Linked DNA regions of Mus musculus: region 1 is linked to region 2. Evidence: chromatin contacts called from public promoter capture Hi-C data. All regions are on one chromosome and are shown on one strand. The core of a region is the stretch at or near the end of the contact, and the rest is flanking DNA. Distances in the headings are between cores, read along the strand shown. Region 1 overlaps Col6a4 (collagen, type VI, alpha 4). Region 2 has its middle 30 kb from the start of Pik3r4.

Evidence for each region. Promoter capture Hi-C pulls out the DNA fragments that hold promoters and counts their contacts.
Region 1: a promoter capture Hi-C map of hippocampal neurons shows a contact between it and region 2, with 2.6 times the contacts expected there. The contact joins two enhancer-like sites. A contact is called at or near these places in 1 of 39 promoter capture datasets (hippocampal neurons), 2 of 15 datasets of contacts at CTCF or cohesin (large pre-B cells and pro-B cells), 1 of 115 datasets of contacts at active chromatin or transcription factors (kidney) and 1 of 9 other capture datasets (embryonic stem cells).

Annotation. Positions count from the first base shown.
Region 1 is chr9:105,988,345-105,994,139 of GRCm38.p6, forward strand. It overlaps Col6a4 (collagen, type VI, alpha 4), which reads right to left. Exons shown (of 38, transcript NM_026763.2): 38 at 1,974-2,490. The coding sequence ends at 2,435. Among named protein-coding and RNA genes, the nearest start is that of Col6a5, 31 kb to the left of the region's middle. Within about 2 kb of position 4,242, at least 8 of the 459 cell types and tissues checked have an H3K27ac peak or open chromatin away from gene starts, as enhancers often do. A contact at or near this core is called in hippocampal neurons, where this site is marked.
Region 2 is chr9:105,610,083-105,615,331 of GRCm38.p6, forward strand. No RefSeq gene overlaps it. Among named protein-coding and RNA genes, the nearest start is that of Pik3r4, 30 kb to the right of the region's middle. Within about 2 kb of position 2,144, at least 19 of the 459 cell types and tissues checked have an H3K27ac peak or open chromatin away from gene starts, as enhancers often do. A contact at or near this core is called in hippocampal neurons, where this site is marked.

The DNA of each region.
Region 1 (5,795 bases), core at 2,992-5,491, 380 kb after region 2:
CCACCCTCTGGACAGAGAGACATACCCCTCTCTGCTCGGGCAGCTGGGACTGTGTCTAAAAGCGAGGCATCGACACCTGCACAGTCAGCAGCTCTGCTAATGAGCTAGAACAGCTGCTGCTTCATTTCCTTCGTTAAAAGCACGGGATCCCAAAGCAGAAACACACAGTATGCTACGGCAGAAAGCAGAAAGATAGGCCTCCGGGCGTTGGGTAAACCTAGGTCATGCACAAATGGCTGGGGGAAAAGATTATAGGTCTACCATCAGGTCTTTTGTGCTGGGCAGATTTGTTGCAGGGAACATAGTCTTCCCTTTGTGATAAGACAAAAGTAATCTCGCTGTAAAAATCGAGTATAATTTTGCTTCTTTGACCACTCTGTGCAGAGCTGGATCCCCAGGCTGGGGAGATGGTTTAGGAGTTAAGAGCACTGGCTGCTCTTCCAGAAGACTTCAATTCCCAGCACCCACAGGACACTTCCCAACCATCTGTAACTTCAGTCACAGGGAACCTGATGCCCTCTTCTGGCCACTGCAGGCTCCAGCCACTTAGTGGTGCACAGACATACGAGCAGGCAAAACACCCACCCACACATAGAAAATATAAGGGTTAACATAAGCAAAAATTAAGGGTTTTTAAACTGATTCCCACTTCCTCCTAAATGTCACCAGACTCTGGGGGAACAAAAATGAATCTAAAAACCCTAGTTTCTGGGACTGGAGAGATGACCTGGGCAATTGAAAGCACTTGTTGCTCTTGTCGAAGACCCAGGTTTGAAGCCTTGAACCCAGATGTCAGCTCACAACAGTCTGCAACTCCAGCTCCAGAGGATCTAACACACCCTCTTCTAACCTCCATGAGTAGCAGGCATGCCCACGGACACAAACATATATGCAGGCAGCACACATAAAATAGATCATATCTTTAAAGCAATTAAAATTTAAAACAAAGGTTTCTGTGTTGGGAACTTGCCAGAGGGCAAAGTCCACTGTGTCCTGGGGGGGGGGTCGCAGGGGTGGATGAGAGTCATGAGACCATCAGCTCTCTGTGGTCTGGTAGGCTTGTTCTCCAAATTCATGTGACAATGTTAATATCAGATCTGACTGCATTTGCATCTAGAGCCTTTTAATTAGATATGCAGAGGGGTGGGGCCCTAATATAGATGATGGATGCTTAGAAGATGCCAGAGGGTCTCTTTGCCGCCCCATTCCGTCCCTCCCTCCCTGAGCATGTGGAAGGAAAGGCCATTCGAGGACACAAGAAAGTGCCCATCTGCCAGCTAGAAGAAACCCCTCACCAAGAAAAGCGAGCAGGCTGGCGCACTGAGTTGGATTTCTAGGCAGAGCTTTGAGACGTAGACTTCTGTTCTGTAGGGTACCCAATCTGTGATGTTTCCTTAGGGAAACCCAAGATGAATAATACATGTCACAAAGAACCCAAGCCAGACTCCATCAGTTTCCCAGAGTTCCCTCCTTCTCAGTGCTTGGTAGAAGCTAGGGATGTGTTCAGAGGCCAGGGAAAAAGCTCTGTGTGTCTGTCTGTCTGTCTGTCTGTCCACCTATGTCTCTGTGTCTGTTGTATATCTGTATGTGTCTGACCATCTGTTGGGCTGTATGTGTGTCTGACTGTGTGTCTGTCTATCTATATAGATTATTCCAGCTTCTCCTCAGGTGTGTGGGTGTGTCTGTGGTGCATGTGTGTATCTCTGTCTATCAGCCTGTGTCTCTGTGTATGTGTCTGTGTATGTTAAATCACAACACATTTAATTTCTTTTAAAAAAAACTCAAATATTTGAGAATAAACATTGGAATCCTAAAGAATATGCAAGATCAAGCCAAACAGCATCCCAGCACGGAGAGGGAAGATAGGCACCCAATTACATCCCAGCTGGGGAGTTCTGCGAGCAGCAGAGTCGGTTTTCATTACAGTGCAGTCCCTGGCAGGTCGGCCATGCTTCAGTGGAAGGCCACGCATGTGGGCAGCACAAACTGGACTTGATGGGGGTTTTTAACGATGGCACAAAGTTGGATTGGCAGGAGAGAGGGAGTGAATCTTGAAGGAGTCCAAGTATGGGTGAATATGACCAAAACACTTTGTACAAAGTTCTCCAAGAGCTAATTTTACAATGAGGGAAAAATAGAATTTAATCCTTCTCCGTTACAAATGATCTAGCCTAAGCCTTCACAGGCAGGAAAACAGTGGAGGGAGTTAGAATATCCAGGGCTACAGGGTGGGGTTTGTCAGTCATGAGCTGGGAAGCCTGTCTCAGCAAGGGTAACGCCAGTCTCACTGTCTCGCCGTTAAAGGAAGGGCGTCAGTTACAAGGCTTGGCCTACACCATGTCTCACACTCTTCTCTGGTTTCAGACTGGTTGGCCTTGCCCCCACAGTCCCCAAACCAGAGGCGGTAGCAAGCTTCTTCTTCCTGGCTGTAGTACTACTTCAAGACATAATTCAGGCACTCGCCTTCCTCAGGACCCATGGGACAAGGACCTGCAAGCAAACAGAGGAGAGAGAGCTGGGCTCAGGCACGATGGGTCTGATTGTCTCAAACACTGCAATTCCCTGCCTTCCCACCAACTGGCTGTGCGACCATGGGTAAGATAATGATCCTGTCTGAGCCTCGACTTCCTCAACCGTAAAGACAATACTTTTAAGCCTAATATCACAAGTGTAGTACAGTAAGTCACATGTTGCAACATATACCACGTGCATATAGATATAATTATCATTAGACATATATGGAACAAAGATGCATTATATACAACATATACATGTGAATGACGCTGCGATCCCTCACTTGCTTTGTTTCCTTTTACAAAACATCTCAGTCCTTTGCCCAACCCCAAACTTGACTCCTCCTGATAACATACAGAAATCCAGCTTATTTGTCCTGATAACATACAGAAATCCAGCTTATTTATCCTGATAACATACAGAAATCCAGCTTATTTATCATTTGTAGCATCCTGATTTTTTTACTCAAAAACTTAAGGTAGCCACTATAAAAATAAAAAAAACAAATATGGTATGCCTTGGAAGATTTTTTTTTAAATGGCATTGGGAATCAGCAGATCACAGCAGGGCAAGAGTTGGGAACTTCCGGATTTTCAGTCAGGGGCAGGTTTCCCAGGTGTGTCACCCCCTCCCTCCGCATGTCTTTGGAGACACTTTATATCTTGTGCACTGTGCTCATCCTGGGCCAACCCTGAAGGGCAGAATGCTGGCTGGAGTTCCCTCTGGAACTTCAGAGGACCCTAAATAGCAAAGACACCACACAGAGAGGAGGCAGCACAGTATACGATGCCCCCGCTGCCAGGAGCTGAGGATCAGCCACTCGGTGGCATCACACAGAGAGGGGGTGGCACACTGCATGATGCCCCTGCTGCCAGGAGCTGAGGACCAGCCACTCAGTGGTACAATCAACACCTGCCATCTTTCTAGGAGATGCCAGCACCCATGAGGATGGAAACACTTGATCCTAAAGGAACTGCTAGGATTGTTCTGTGCCTGGGGCAGGCACACTTGGATGTATCATTGTATGGTTCTCTTCTCAGGGTAGGGTATCAGGAAAAAGGACACACGGTCAAAGCCTTGTGGGAGTCAACCGAGAAACACTGAGAAGCCAACAGCCAGCTGTTCTGTCTTGACCTGACCTGGAGACTTGCAGCACTCCTCAGCTCTGCCAAAGCCGATCTACTTAGAACCCACAAACCAAGGACTTGTCACATCAGCTTGGGCCCTTGTCTTTAGAAGCCCCACTTTGCCTGGGTGGAAAGAAGCCACTTTTCCTAGATTACATATCTGGAATGGTGTCATGCAGCTGAACTTTCTTCAGTGACACAAACATCTGGATCGATAGGAAATCTATGCTGATCAACACCCGTGCCCACATGACTGCTGAGCATCTGAAGTGAGTCTGGGCCCGCCAAGATACCGAAACTTTAATTGTACTGAATTTTAAAATACTTCCACTTAACCAGCCTCTAGTGCTTACTGCCTTAGTCGGAACTATGGGTGAGTCCTCGCCACTTCCATCTAAGCAGCCGACACTCTTGCCTGAAGCCTAACAACACCCAGTATTTCTTACAGCCCTGAGCTTGCTTTATTAGTATGGTATGACATCAGAGAACAATAAGCTTTTACTCAAGCAATTACTGAAAACCCCTAATCTTGTATTAGGCATTGTTTTCCCATGAATATTAACATTTGCCTTCTTGGCAGATGCTGCCGCAGTGCCCAGGATTTTACTCAAGTCTGTGGAATCCAGGGACGTCGGGAACAGGGTGTGTGGGAAGGAGAGTGCTGGTGGGTGTAACGAGCAGCTACAGTGAAATTGCAGCTTCACTGAAGTCCAGGCTTGTTCTATCGCCCAGTATAGATGTTTTACAATATAACCCTACCTGGAAGGGGGAAAAAAACTCTGAGTGCTTGAGAGATAACGCCAAAATTGAAAATGTTTCAAGATCATCCTGGCTTGTGTGAATAGAGATAGCACTTGTCTAAAATTCTTCACAAGCAGGGCAATAGCGGGGTGCAGGCTTCATGGCAGAATCCAGCAACAACAGGAGGATACAAAGGAGGCCATGAAAATTTCATAAGGGCACAGAGAGGGCCCCGAGGAGGGATAAACTTGAGCCCAGTGGTAATGAATGAGCAGAGGCAGGCAGGTGAGAGTGAGCTGGGCCACAGAGGCTGGAACCAAGTACCAGGACCCAAGGACCAACTGTGACTCCTGTAAACATGACATACAGGAACACGGCAGCCATCAAGGCTCTAGAGCCTCTGGGCATGGGTCAACCTTAAGGGGCCTGTGTTCCTCACACAGGAAGGACATATGATAAGAAATGACATGACCCAATCTGCATTCTCACAGGGGTGCAGAATGAAGTTGTACAAAGGAAAAGTCAAGAAAAACATATCAGAGAAGAAAGGGAGAGTAAGAGAAAGATAGGGAGGGGCTGATGTTCTACGCCTGGCTCAAGAATGGTTGTCCACTCCAATGCAGACTGCTGTCCACAAAGCCAAGGGACAAGCAGGAGTCTGAAAAGGAAGGGGACAGTCATCAGTGGCAGAGTCCCCAAGCAACTCGAGGCTATGGGGTCTGAAAGAGCAGTTTTGTCTGTCTCAGCAATTCAGAACAAGATGGAGACTGGCCAGCTCTTTTCTCCAATGGGAGAAGATGGGGTGGGCGGGGCAAGAGAAAGGAAGTTGAAGGTTTGACTGTTTACCTTTATTTCTTTTGAAAAGTGCAAAAGGAGTAACTATGGGAAGGGAAAATGGAGGAGGGGGCTTGAGGTTGTTATGAGGGCTAAGAATAGCCTTGGAGTGCAGGAGGAGAAAGAGCAGACACAGCCAAGCAGCAGAGTGGCTGAGGGGGACTGGGGACCTGCAGGCGTCAGGTTTATGGATAGGCCTAGATTAGATGGCCAGGCAGCAGTCCTCCATCATTCTGACCTTGGTTTGGGGACTAACCTGCCTCAGAGCAGCCGCCATTGTTGACTAAGCTGAGGAATCACCTGTAAGTCCCCCACCCACAGACTGCTCAGAGGAGAATGTCCCTCGATTCCCAGGTGATGAGCGGCAGTTGAATACTCAGCCCTAAATAAGATGTTTACACCATTTCCTCTATGGCTCAGGAAGGTCACCAAAGAAGGGGTGGGGAGAACACAAGAGCCAGAAGACCAAGAGGAGAGCTGAGATCCGCCATCTTCTGAATTCAACGCAGCCACTACAATCAGGAACCGAGGCTGCCTGAACTGAGCCTGCGCAAGACTCTCCCTGTCAACAGTCGGCCA
Region 2 (5,249 bases), core at 894-3,393:
AGGTCAACTCCACGCGCTTGGACCTGTCCCTGACCAAAGGATTACCCAATTGGATCTCCTCAGCATTTCCCTTCTTTAAAGAATGGGTGGGATTGATATTATTTGGAGATATACTTTGCTGTGGATTAGTGTTGCTTCTTTGGTTGGTCTGTAAGCTTAAGGCCCAAACTAGGAGAGACAAGGTGGTTATTGCCCAGGCACTTGCAGCTCTAGAACATGGTGCTTCCCCTGATATATCTATGCTTAAGCAATAGGTCGCTGGCCACTCAGCTCTTGCATCTCACGAGGCTAGTCTCATTGCACGGGATAGAGTGAGTGTGCTTCAGCAGCCCGAGAGAGTTGCACGGCTTAGCACTGCAGTAGAAGGGCTCTGCGGCATATATGAGCCTATTCTAGGGAGACATGTCATCTTTCAAGAAGGTTGAGTGTCCAAGTGTCCTTCTCTCCAGGTAAAACGACACGGGAGCAGGTCAGGGTTGCTCTGGGTAAAAGCCTGTGAGCCTAAGAGCTAATCCTGTACATGGCTCCTTTACCTGCACACTGGGGATTTGACCTCTATCTCCACTCTCATTAATATGGGTGGCCTATTGCTCTTATTAAAAGGAAAGGGGGAGATGTTGGGAGCCGCCCCCACATTCGCCATCACAAGATGGCGCTGACATCCTGTGTTCTAAGTGGTAAACAAATAATCTGCGCATGTGCCAAGGGTATTTTACCACTACATGTACTCTGCCTTTCCCGTGACGTCAACTCGGCCATGGGCTGCAGCCAATCAGGGAGTGATGCGTCCTAGGCGAAGGATAATTCTCCTTAAAGGGAACGGGGTTTCCGCCATTCTCTCTCTTGCTTGCGCTCTGGCGCTCTGCGCTCTGGCGCTCTGGCTCCTAAAGATGTAAGCAGGGGGCTTTCGTTTTTGGGGCTTGGGGCTTGCGCTCCTGCTCCTGAAGATGTAAGCAATAAAGTTTTGCCGCAGAAGATTCTGGTTTGTTGTGTCTTTCCTGGCCGGTCGTGAGAACGCGTTTAAGAGAGGGTGCCACCAAGACCAATGAGATTACAGGAGGGTGCCATCAAGACCAATGAGATTACAGGAGGGTGCCATCAAGGCCAACATACCTTCAACTTTAATAACAACTCAACTCATTCATTCATTCATGGTAAACACATTCATCAATAATAATTGAGGACCCACATGTGCCATGACTATTAGGCAGAAGACTATGAGGAAGTTAAGTGATTTTGAGTATCTGTCATTAAGGAGAGCAAAAAAGCTACACAACTAAATTAATTCAACAAAGTTTTCAAGTACAAGCAGAGAAGAGGGAAGAATGCCTCCACAGAGCAGTAGACGACAAGGAAAGGGGATTTTTGCTTTTACATTTTATTGATTTATTTTTAAGTTTTCCTTTACTTTTATTTTATGGGTATGGGTGTTTTGCTTTCATATATATTTAAACATCTATGCATACTATGCCAATGAGGGCAAAAGAAGGTGTTGCCTACTCTGGGGCTAGAATTACACATGATTGTAAGCACTGTGGGGGTGCTGGGAATTGAACCTCAATCCTCTGGAAGAGCAACCAGTGCTCTTAACTGCTGAGCTATGTCTCCAGCCTTCCAGTTCCTTCAAATTCTTTAAATATTTTTATTTTACTTTAAATTGTGTGTGTATATGTATGTGAGTATGTGTGTCTGTGTCTGTGTTTCCATGGGTATGTGTGGGTACGTGTGGAGATCAGAGGACAACTTTAGAATCCTTTATCTCATCCCATCTTTACAGGAGTCTAACCAGAGGTTGGACCCGTGTCCCTAGGCAGTGCAACAAGAGCCTTTACCCATTGCCTGGTCCCTTTAAATTCTAACAGGTAGTTATTGTTAGACCAAGCCAGGAAGTTGCTCCTTGGTTATGAAGGACGTGGAGAGGAAAGGCCTGGGAACGTGGTCAAGCAGGAGGTGTGTCTGAAACAATTGCTCTGTGTGGTTGTCCTCTCCACCTCTCCTCCTCCCAGATAACAGTGAAGCTTGAGGTTGCGCTCAGAGAAACGAGAGGAAGTTAGTTACAGCGCCTGGCTGGCTCAGGGAAGGATCCTCATGACCGCGTTGGTCGTCCATCTGGGCTAGTGTGAAGTTATTTTAAGGAGCTCTGCCAACTTGCACAGATGCGGCCACATTTGCCAGCTCCTACGTCTGGCTTGTTGGCTGGTTTCGCTCTTCCTTCTAGGTCATGTGGGCAGTCTTATCTTCAGTATTGTCTTGGCTATTATGCCCTATTTTCTTCTTAATCCTTCTTAAAAGGAGACCATTTCCACTGAGCCACATTCAAGCAGTAAAAACAAAAGATTTATCCATATGATACGGAACTCATTCCCTAGAAATCATATCTAGTTTGCTTTCCCTGTTGCTGTGCTAAAGCAATGAACAAATGCGTCTTGGGGAAGGAAGGGTTTATTTCAGTTTACAGTCCTTCACTGGGGGAAGTTAGGACAGGAACCCGTACAAGCAGAGGTAGGAAGAGCAGAGCAGTTCTTGGCACTGTGGTGTGGCAGTCAGGAAGCAGGAGGGAGGTAGAAAGGGAGGGAGCGAAGGGGGTTGGGGGAGAGAGAGAGGGAGCAGTGGGGGAGAGGGAGAATTTACAGGCTCTCCTTATTTTCCTTTTTTATTCCATCTACACTGGAGCCTAGGGGATGGTGACACCCACAGTCAGTGTGGCTGTTTCTTCTGTAGTCAATCTAATCGGGAAGGTGCCGTGCAGACACACCAGCAGGTGCACCTGGCTAATCTAGACATTTCTCAACCCAATCAAGTTGACAATGAAGCCGAACTAACACAAAGCCTTAAGGAGAGAGTCCAGAAAGGGTGATCCAGTCTTGATGATTCAACCGCAAGGGTGGCCAAAAGACACCAACTCACTGCCCCAGCTACTGGATTAATAGGTCACCCTTAAGTGCTGAAAGCATGCCCAGGACTGATACTTATCACCAAATGCATGCCAGAGCTTTGGCCCACTTGGCACGCAGCCCACAGCCTCTGCCTTGCTTTCCTGGTTGCGCTGCTAATTTGCATCCCACGCATCAGCAACTCTAAAGCGTGATGAGAATTCTGGCTGGAGCGAGCATGATTTATCTGTCTCCCCAGGAGTGACCATCTCACTGGCAAGGCAGCAGCACTTTTGTATCCTTGCCAAGGTTCACCACCAGGGAGAGATAATTAAAGCCAGGCATGAAGCGTTGAGGTCTTTTAAAGCCTCCCGTAATGCTACCTCTGCTTCAGGATTTGAAGGGGAATTCAAAGGTCACCCTCTAAGAAGCCAGAGAGCATCAAAACCAGCCACCTTTAAAGCACTTCTACTCATAACCCCCCCCCGAGAGACAGCTTATCATAATTCAAGGAACACCTGCCCATCTCTCTTCACATTCTCCTAATAAATTTCTTTTGCCCCTAGACAAAGATATCCTTTGTCACCTTGCCAAGTCCTTACCTACATCCTGGATCTACATTAGTAAAAGAGCACAGATGGATATTAATTGCTGGTATCAGAGAGCTTAGCCTTCTTGGATATGGGGAAAATAGCTACTTTATGGGTTAGGTCTTTCCTGGAATCCATAGTCAGGCAGGGTACACAGCTAAGTTGAATCTAAGATTTTAAACTAAGGAGGAAGATCCTGTTTTAAAGCTATATGTTCTGTTTTCTGAGAAATCCTGTCCCTGGGAGACTAAGGACAGGACAGTGAGGTCACTGGACCTGACAGAAGAGGGCAAGAGGTGGAGCTGTCGTGGAGAGCAGGAGAGGGGTGTGGTGTGGTACTCAATGTGGCTGAATGAAAATTCCAAACAAAGAGGTTTGGAAGTCAATGTCACTTCTGGGTGTGTGACACAGTATTGTGAGCAAATTTGGAGACAGCGTCACCAGGCCAGCCAGGTACATTTCCTTTGCCATCCGTGGGACAGTACATGGGCAAATCAGAACCATTTCAAGGGACTGATATCGGATGTCTTTGTTTTTTGTCATCTGTGTTCATTCAACTCTTAAGTTTTCTGGTATATTCTGTTTGCAAGATGCAAGGCAGAATTCTGCATCTGTCACTCCAGGGCTCTCTCTTCAGTGAACCAAACACTGAGATGTTCAGTCTTGGTTCCACAGGGCTTGGCACTGAGGTATGGGGAAGAGGAGAGGACTTTGGTAGCCAGAGCGAATAGTGGAACTTTCTTGGAGGCATGTGGAAAGTGGTGGGGAGAGGCAGTGATGGGCGGGCAGACCGGAAGTGGCCTCTGGAATCTAACAGTGGGAGGAGAGTAGGCCGGTCGGATGCTACCACTTTGAGTTTCTCTGCGTCTGTTAGCCTGCTCTTCAGCTCGTGGTTCTTTTACTGCAGGCGCCTCATCTCGGCGCAGGTTGGCCCGTGAGTGTTGTAAAAAGAGATGTTCTCGTGGAAAGAAACAGTGAGTTGTGTTCAAATGCCCAGCTACCCATCCTAGCCTTTGCCTATAGGAGCACAATCGGCAGTTGGAGAATGGAGGAACTCTGAACCAAGGATTTGTTAGACGCTGCCTAGTAAGTGGGCTCTAGAAGCTGGAAATGAGGAGATGGGTGAAACTCTTCTGAGACCTCTGAGTACATCCTTTGAAATAAAAATACAAAAGGCTCCTAAAATCAGAAAGCGTGTGGTTGGCTCGTCCATAAAAAGGGGTGATTTCCTTTACCATCAGAGAGGAACATGAAAGGAAGAGGAAAATAATGGAGAAGAGACATATCTACTGCATGAGTACATGCATGCGGGGGGTGGGGGTGGGGGTGTGGAGTCAGGGGTTGGTGTGGGGCAGCGCAGGCGCCTGTGCAAGCCAAAGCACCTCTTCAGATGTCATTCCTTAGGTGTGATCTACAATTTTTGAAGACAGGGCCTCTCATTGGCCTGGGACTTGCCAAGTAAGCTAGGTTGGCTGACCAGTGATTCCCCAGGGGTCCATCTCTTCCTGCCTCTCCAACACTGAGACTACAAATGTATATTTTACATGTGTGCGGACGCTCAGTCTCACTCAGGCACGCTATCTCCCTCACCTCAACATATCTATTTCTAAAAGGTGTTTGCAAGCAGATAGTGACCTGTTACAGGAGGAGGAGCACTCTGAAGTGAGTTTGCCGCAGTACCCCTATTTAGATGGAGAGCGGAGGAAGGGTCTACACAACCCTTCTATCACCACGGTGTAGTGCTGACCCTCAGAGGCCCTGACGATTATGGCAAAGCTTTGAATGG